Regions from separate parts of the Sus scrofa genome. Here region 2 is linked to region 1. Evidence: chromatin contacts called from public promoter capture Hi-C data. All regions are on one chromosome and are shown on one strand. The core of a region is the stretch at or near the end of the contact, and the rest is flanking DNA. Distances in the headings are between cores, read along the strand shown.

The links. Promoter capture Hi-C pulls out the DNA fragments that hold promoters and counts their contacts.
Region 2: a promoter capture Hi-C map of liver shows a contact between it and region 1, with 7 times the contacts expected there. The contact joins the promoter of LOC100511653 here to the enhancer-like site in region 1. A contact is called at or near these places in 1 of 5 promoter capture datasets (liver) and 8 of 47 Hi-C or Micro-C datasets (embryonic fibroblasts, epiblast stem cells, liver and 3 more).

The regions. Positions count from the first base shown.
Region 1 is chr9:113,361,310-113,365,612 of Sscrofa11.1, forward strand. ARHGEF5 (rho guanine nucleotide exchange factor 5) reads right to left here. Exons shown (of 16, transcript XR_002335920.1): 16 at 3,540-4,201. Among named protein-coding and RNA genes, the nearest start is that of NOBOX, 15 kb to the left of the region's middle. Within about 2 kb of position 2,967, at least 18 of the 83 cell types and tissues checked have an H3K27ac peak or open chromatin away from gene starts, as enhancers often do. A contact at or near this core is called in liver, where this site is marked.
Region 2 is chr9:113,487,593-113,491,402 of Sscrofa11.1, forward strand. It overlaps LOC100511653 (olfactory receptor 2A2-like), which reads right to left and starts at 2,289. Exons shown (of 1, transcript XM_013977867.2): 1 at 800-2,289. The coding sequence starts at 2,285. The coding sequence ends at 1,353.

The DNA of each region.
Region 1 (4,303 bases), core at 1,717-4,216:
CACAACACTGGTAAAAGGGAACAGGAAGCTGCATATTCCAAAGCTGGAAAGGGAACTGGGGTGTTTGAAAGGAACAGGAATGAAGGGGAGTGAAGGGTCTGCAAGAGGCCATGTGAGAAAAGGGAGGGGGAGCTGGGTGCTTTGGGTGGGTCCTGCTGTGACCAGCCTTCTTACCTGGTGGCTAACGACTGGGGTAAAGAGGATACAGTGAAACTTGAGATCATTACAAGGCTCTCTTCCAAAAAGATTGCAGGTGAAAAGACTGGGAGTAGGTAGACCAATGGGGACATCATGCCCGTGTCCAAGAATGAGGAGTTGAGATGAAAATGCTGGTAGAGGAATAAGACGGGAGAAAGCAATGTGAGCGATGCTAGGGGGAAATCAACAGAACTGGACTGCACGAGTGGGTCGGACAGAATGTCACGTTCATCTGAGGTTACAGGGCCCAGGCTTCTGGGAGAATGGTTTACCAAGTACAGAAGTCTGGAGGAGTGGCTTCCACCTTGACCTTAGAGCTTCTGCATCTTCCTCTGTCACTTCCACACTTTATGTGTTTCTTAGTCTCGTTACACTGGGTACAATTGCCTCAAGAACATTCCTGCATGCACAGTATTATTGTCTAGGAATGGAATATCCACCCACAGAGATTCCGTGGTCCCTTCTGGTATACCTTCGCCACACTGCTGCTTCCCGTCATTCCTTCCAACTACTTCTATCTAATGTGTCCTTCTCTCCAGCTTGGTACCCTTGCCCCAATCCACACCTCTGTTCAGAGGCCCCTTCTGAGCCACAGTCAACAACGACAACAACAATTGGATCCTCCCAAGCACTCCAATTTGCCCACTTTTTTTTTTATTTTTAGGGCCACACCTGTGGCATATGGAAGTTCCCAGGTGAGGGGTCAAATCAGAGCTGCAGCTAACCTACACCACAGGCATAGCCGCAGCCAGGCAGGATCCAAGCTGCATCTGTGACTTACACCATAGTTCACGGCAACCCACTGAGAAGGGTCAGGGATCAAACCCATATCCTCATGGAGACATCTTAGGGTCCTCAGACTGCTGAGCCACAATGAGAACTTCTGCCCACTTCTTTGTTTTACCTTCTTGCCCATTATTCATTTTGGTTTGACTTTTCTGTTAGGTCTTCTAACTCTTAATTATTTAAATCAATGAAAACAAGTACCTTTTCATACCTGATGAACTAAAAATGTGTCCCCAGAACCAATTTGAAGGACTACTGTCAAATGTTTGAAAACAATTTTTTTTTCTTTCTTTTTGCTGTTCAACTAGAAAACGCCTCCCTCACCTTTCCCCCACTTTTATTTATGAATGCCAATATTATTTTGTGGAGGAAGTCTGGTATCTGCATAAATTCCATCTTCTATCAAGGATCCTCCTGTCCTTTCCTCCCCACAGCCACCTCTTCACACACACACACTCCTGAGATGCCCCCGTTCTTTAAGGCCCTGCCGTGTAAGGATGACGGATGGCTGCGAAAACCATGCCTTATCTGTCTTTTCATTCTGTTGCCTGGCCAAGCTCAATTCCACCACTAGTATTTGCTTCTTAACCATTCCACATGTCTAGCCACCAGCTCCAATCACTTTCTCAAAAAATAATCTCCCTGTACATTCTGTTTACTAGGTCTTTGCATTTTATGGCAAGGCACACTCAACCTGCGGTGAGGATATCAGCTCAGCAGATCATGTGCTTAAATCCGAGAGGTAAACAGCAGGTTATTCTAATTTGTTGTTTACAACTCACTGGCAAATCATCTCCCCTTGCCGGGCTCCAGTGGGACAAGTGAGGGGTTAGACACAAAGAGCTCCCAGGATTTTTCAACTCCCACAGTCGATGATTTTCTCATCCCTACAAGTTGATCTCAATAAGAAAGCTTCTAGAACTGGCTGGATGAGTCCATCCAAGGGTTCCTCTTTTCACTGCCTCTCTTCCCTCTCTGTCTCTCTTTTGGCCATACCCATGGCACGCGGAAGTTTCCAGGCCAGGGGTGGAACCCACACCGCGGCAGTGACAATGTGACAATGGCTGGATCCTTAACCTACTGAGCTGCCAGGGACATCTCATTGCCTTTTCCATTTTCCTTTTCTCCCTGAGACGCTTCTGTGATGGCTGAAGTCTCTTGCTGGGCTTGTGGACTCTACCCAGCAGGTCTGCTCACAGTCTCCCATGGCCTGTGGTCCACAGCCCCTTTTCCAGAAGAGTCTGACCTTCTTCCCTGGCATCCTGGAGCCCTGTGGCCTGGGAGCCAATTCAGAACCTCTATCTCACTTGGTGCAATAAAGTGACCCAGCTCTGGCTCTACGTCTGGCTTTCCATCGGCATTGTTCAGAGATAAGTGCCTCTCTGAATCGCTCAGGTAAACTGCCAGGAAAATTGTCTGCCCATTGCTGCTTCTGGAACTCCTTGGGCCAGACTCAGGCCCCTCCCTGGAGCAAGCTCTGCCCTCTGGGACCGTGACTCATGCATCAAGCAGCTGGGATCAGTAGTCACTCCCTCTGAGTTGAGGGAAAAGGTTTATGGGCACACCAACCCAGCTCCTTTCCTTCACAAGAGTCCTGTTCACCCACCCAGAAGGAATAAACGCCCCCTTCCACTCACCTGCGCTCCCTGAGGCTCCTCTGTGCCACGGCCTGGCTTTTGTGATGGCTGAAGGGATTCTATGCTTCATCCTCTTCCAGGGAAGAGGCTGGAGAAATTTCCCCTTTGTGGGTGTCATTTAAAATGGGTGGGTTGGAAGAAATGGGTCCAAAGCTATTCAGTATAGAGAATGTTCTATTTGAATTGTGCCTCAGTTTGGCATCTGTTTCTCCTTAGCTCATTTGCTTGTTACCTTTGGCCCCTTGGCACACCTGATTTCAGAGTTAGAAGATTACATTGAACAACAGGCTTCCAGCTGCTGTAATCATGCAGCGCCTGAGTCATGTTTATAGCAAATGTGGCTCTAAGGTAACTGGACTGTGTCAGTGACAGGGCCAGGTCACCACCACCAAAACATATTTAAATAGAGGCTTGGAAGACCATGTATGAACATGCACAAGTCTCAGTGATGTGTCTCAGGGTGGGTGGGTGAGGCATGATTGGGTCTATAAAGGTCTGCTCTATCAAAACACTGCATTTCTCCATGGGCTTGTGGAATAGACTTGTGGTTGCCAAGGGGGAGGGGGAGGGAGTGGGGTGGTTGGGGAGCTTGGGGTTAATAGATACAAACTATTGCTTTGGAGTGGATTAGCAATGAGATCCCGCTGTGTAGCACTGGGAACTATGTCTAGTCACTTATGACGGAGCATGATAAAGTGCAAAAATAGAATGTGTATGTATATGTGTAACTGGGTCACCATGCTGTACAGTAGAAAAAAAATTGTATTGGTGAAATAACTATTCAAAAGTAATAATAATTAAAAAATAAAATAAAATACAATTAAAAAAACCCCAAAATACTGCATTTCTAATTTGACTTTGTTGTCAAGAAAATGTTATGATCAAGGACAGCATCACTAAATACATAAAAGCACAACATGGGGTCCAAAAGGAAACTGGCTTTATTAGAGGGAAATAAATATGTGTATGAAAAGAAGGGAAGCCAGTGAATGTAATTTCTTTATATTTTCAAAGACTTTTTTTTTTTTTTGGCTAAGCCCATGGGATGTGGAAGTTTCCTGGCCAGGGACTGAACCCGAGCCACAGCAGCAACCCGAGCTACTGCAGTGACTGCAGTGACAACGTCCCATCCTTAACCCACTCCGCCAAAATCCATTTTACCTTGTGTTGTGGCTATAGAAGTTGTTTAGGAGAAAATAAAACTATGGAGAAGAAACATATCTTAAACCGTGAGCCTTCCAGATACTAACATGTAAGCTAATCTTATTAAAGTCATTATAAATGACCATGGCAGAGAAAGTGGTGCACAAAAAAAAAAAAAAAAAAAAAATGTCAAGATTACAATTAACGCTAAGTGAACAGTTGGTGGTGAAAATAAGCTTTAAAGAATGGCTTTCTGGGCTATGTGAGTAGATGAAAGTGACAGACGGAAATTCAGTGTGGACAAACTCACAGAGAAAGTGATTCTGCATATGTTTATAGGAGTTTAAGCTCCAAGCTTGTCATAATTCAGAAAAGGAACAATAAATAGGACTGTCATTGATGTCTCCTGACGACACTATCCCTGTGCACGGTTTTACCTAAAAAACCAAAAAAAAAAAAAAAAAAAAAAGACTGTATATTCATATGCCTCAAAGGCAGTATGTCCAAAAAGTGTTGGGTAATAGTGGTTTGCACAATCT
Region 2 (3,810 bases), core at 1,039-3,538, 130 kb after region 1:
TCTCAGAAAACCAATTCTTAGTTTCAATGATTTTTTTTGTACCAATTTACTGTCTTTCTATTCTCTACCTCACTTACATATGTTCTAATATTTATTATCCCCTTCCTCTGCCAACTTGAGGTGGGTTTTTTCTATTTATAGTTTAGATATAAAGTGAGATTGTTTATTGGCACTCATTTCTCTTTTTAAATGCATGTGTTTGCTACTCTAAACTAACTTCTTGGTACTGCTTTCACAGCATTTCACTTTTGGTATGTTGTGTTTTTGTTTTCATTCGCCTTCAGCTAGTTCCTTATTTCTGCTCTTTTGAGCCCCTCTAATCACTTTTTCAATTCAGTTACAGAATTTCTATTTTTTAATAGTTTTCATCTCTGATATTTTCATTTTTTTCAGGTATCACTTTCCTCATTTTGTTATCTGTATTCTTTTAGATTATTGAATATCATTATAATTATTATATAGGATTATTGCCTGGTAATTCATAAATATGTCTCCTTATGAGTAGTTTCTTGAGATTTATTTTGTTCCTTCAACTGGTGCATGTTTTCCCTGTTTCATTGTATACCTTGTGAACTTTAACTGAGATTGAGGCTTTTGGAAAAAGTGCTATCTCTTCCAGTCTTCATTGTCTGACTTTGTGAAGGAGCAGACCTTCAGCAGTTAGCCTTTCCTAGAGACTCTGGGGACCTCCCTGACCCTGTCTGGGGATGCAGCTTCTCTGAGTTGGTACATACATTTTCGCAGTTAAAGAGGTTTTCCTAATTTTTTTCTGAAGAGACTTGCTCCCCCTGGTGTTTGTATGAAATGCTACAATCTCTATACTGCAGTAAAAAGTTGGCTGCTTGCCATGTTTCTCAGAGGCCCCAACGAGGAGTCCAAAGTGCCATTCCCACGAGTGCTCTGAGTCAGGCAATACATATAACAAACCCTCAGGGAACTCCTTGAAAAGGCAGAAAGTAGTATGCATGGTCTATTATTCTCTTTACCTCTTAAGGGAGTGTTGGGAGTTGGGAATTTTCTCCTGATCCTGACATGATAAGCCAGTAGTTCCAGCAGGTTAAAAGTGCCATAAAATTGCCTAAACACTGTATTTCTTCTTGGATTTGTATTTGTCTGGGATACTTCAACCTATTATCTCACTTCCGTTGTTCTTACAAAGAGTACTAGTCTATATATTGCTGTCACAGCTGAGGAATGGTTTCTTAGGGGTTCCTATTCTGTCATCCTGCTGATGTTACTCATGAGTAATGCTCATCATTAAAACATACTTCTTCTTGGGGAATTTTCTTGAGACTTTTTTTTTTCACCAGCAATCACAACTCCTAAAGAGAAAACTCCACTGCACCAAAAATTTACCTTGTCCTCTTTTTCTGCAATACTCTGTGGAAGGCAGACTTCACTTGAGCATTCCTTAGACTGTAGACAAGGGGGTTTAGCAATGGGTTGAAAAGGGTGTAAAATAGGAAAAGGATTTTCTGCTGCTCCTCTCGTTGATTATTGTCCGGGACCAAGTAAACCATCATGGCTATGCCAAAGTAGAACCCAACCACACAGAGGTGGGAAGAACAGGTGGAAAAGGCTTTCTTGCGGCCCTCCTTTGACTGGATCTTCAGGATGGCCCAGAGGATGTGCACATAGGAGACCAGCATCAGGGAAAGGGGCCCAACTAAGATGAACACACCATCAGCGAAGAGGAAAATTTCATTGATCCAAGTATTACCACAGGCTAATTTGAGAACAGATCGGATTTCACAGAAGAAGTGGTTCACTTGCTGGGGCCCACAGAAAGACAATCTTAACAGGAGAATTACTTGGACTAGAGCCAGGGAAAACCCACATGCCCAGGAAGTGATGGCCAGGACTGTGCACAGTCTCCAGTTCATGATGACAGTGTACTGGAGGGGATGGCAGATAGCCACATACCTGTCATAGGACATCACCACCAAAATCAGGCACTCTATAGAAGCAAAACTCAAATTAAATATCATCTGCAAAGTACATAAGATAAAGGAGATAGTTTTTTTGTGATTCAGTAGGTTTGCCAGCAAATTGGGCAAATTGCTGGAAGCATAGGACATGTCAATAATGGCTAGGTGAGATAGGAAGTAGTACATGGGGGAGTGCAGTCTAGGGTCAAGGCAAATGAGTCCCAAGATAATGCCATTTGCCAGTAGGTTGAAAATATATAACAGGGAGAAGATACCAAAGAGGAGCAATTCCATCTCTTCAGTGAGCTGGAATCCCACCAGGATGAATTCTGCGATCCAGGATTTGTTGCCCTCCATTGCTAATGATAGGCTGTCTGTAAAGGACCGAAGTGTGATGGAAAGTCAGGTATGCATAGCAGTGAAAATTGGAATTATTTATCGGAAGTGATTTCAGAGGGAGCTTGTTTCTACTTCACCGATTATTTTCTCCAATGTTTACATTTTTTTTTTTTTACTTTTTACTTCGAAGTAATTCAAATTTTCAGATAAGTATCAAGAATCATAAACAATACTAGTATACACATTTTATCAATTTTTTTTTCACGTTGGCCTTGTCATTTCTTTTCTACGTACATAGTATTAGTTTTCTGTAGACCACATGTAAGTAAAATGCAACCACATTCACATATTGACAATTTATTCCTAAACATTTTTGATTTTCACCCAGTAACAGGAATATTCACTAATCTGTTCTCAATATAATTACCAAAATCAGGAAATGTAACATTAACATTGATTAACTATATACAGGATTTTCTGCTCATGTCGTCTAAGGCTTAAATTCAATATCACATATAATACTCATTTTCTCTATTCTAAAGAGTTAGCCTTTCTTGCCTTGAAACTGGTTTTTGTTTTTGGTTTTTTGCTTTTTTAGGGCCACACCCATGGCATGTGGAGGTTCCCAGGCCAGGCATCTAATCGGAGATACAGCTGCTGGCCTATGCCACAGCCACAGCCACAGCAACGGAGGATCTGAGCCACGTCTGCAACCTACACCACAGCTGATGGCAACACAGGATCCTTAACCTACTGAGTGAGGCCAGGGATTGAACCTGCAACCTCATGGCTCCTACTTGGATTCGTTTCTGCTGGGCCACAATGGGAGCTCCCAACACTGGTATTTTTGAAGAGTATGAGTTTTATTTTTCTGTATGTGTATTATCTCTCAATTGGGGTTCTCCATTGATTGTCCATGTTTTAGTTCAGATTAAAATTTTTGGCAGAAAAAAAAAAGTGTCCCTCTTAAAGCCTTCCACTAACACACAGATAATGTTAATTTTTTCCAGTATTGGTGATGTTCTTGTGAATCAATGGTTAAGGTGGTGTCTCCATATTATTTCTGCTATAAAGATATTAATCCATCATTTTTAAGTACTTTTTTCTTTCTGCCTTAGCAAATTATCCTATATTCATCTTGTGGATTTCCCACTTCAGCTTGAAATTAGTTATTTCACTAGTAATATGCCTCCTTTTATTGAAGAATGATGTTTTGAAAGCACTATCTGTTTTGAGTGTTAAATAATTTTTTACCATGATTGTTGCCAAATTTCTGATATCCACATTTAATAGGGAAAATATATAATTTGGGACAGCATATAATTTGTTAAGAGGCAATGGATTCTTACCTTTACACTTTAATCCTAATACATCTTTACCAACTTTATTTATTTATTTATTTATTTATTTATTTATTTATTTATTTTGCTTTTTTGGGCTACACCTGTGGCATATGGAGATTCTCAGGCTAGGTATCTAATCAGAGCAGTAGCTGCTGGCCTACGCCACAGCCACAGCAATGCCAGATCCCAGCCATGTTGGA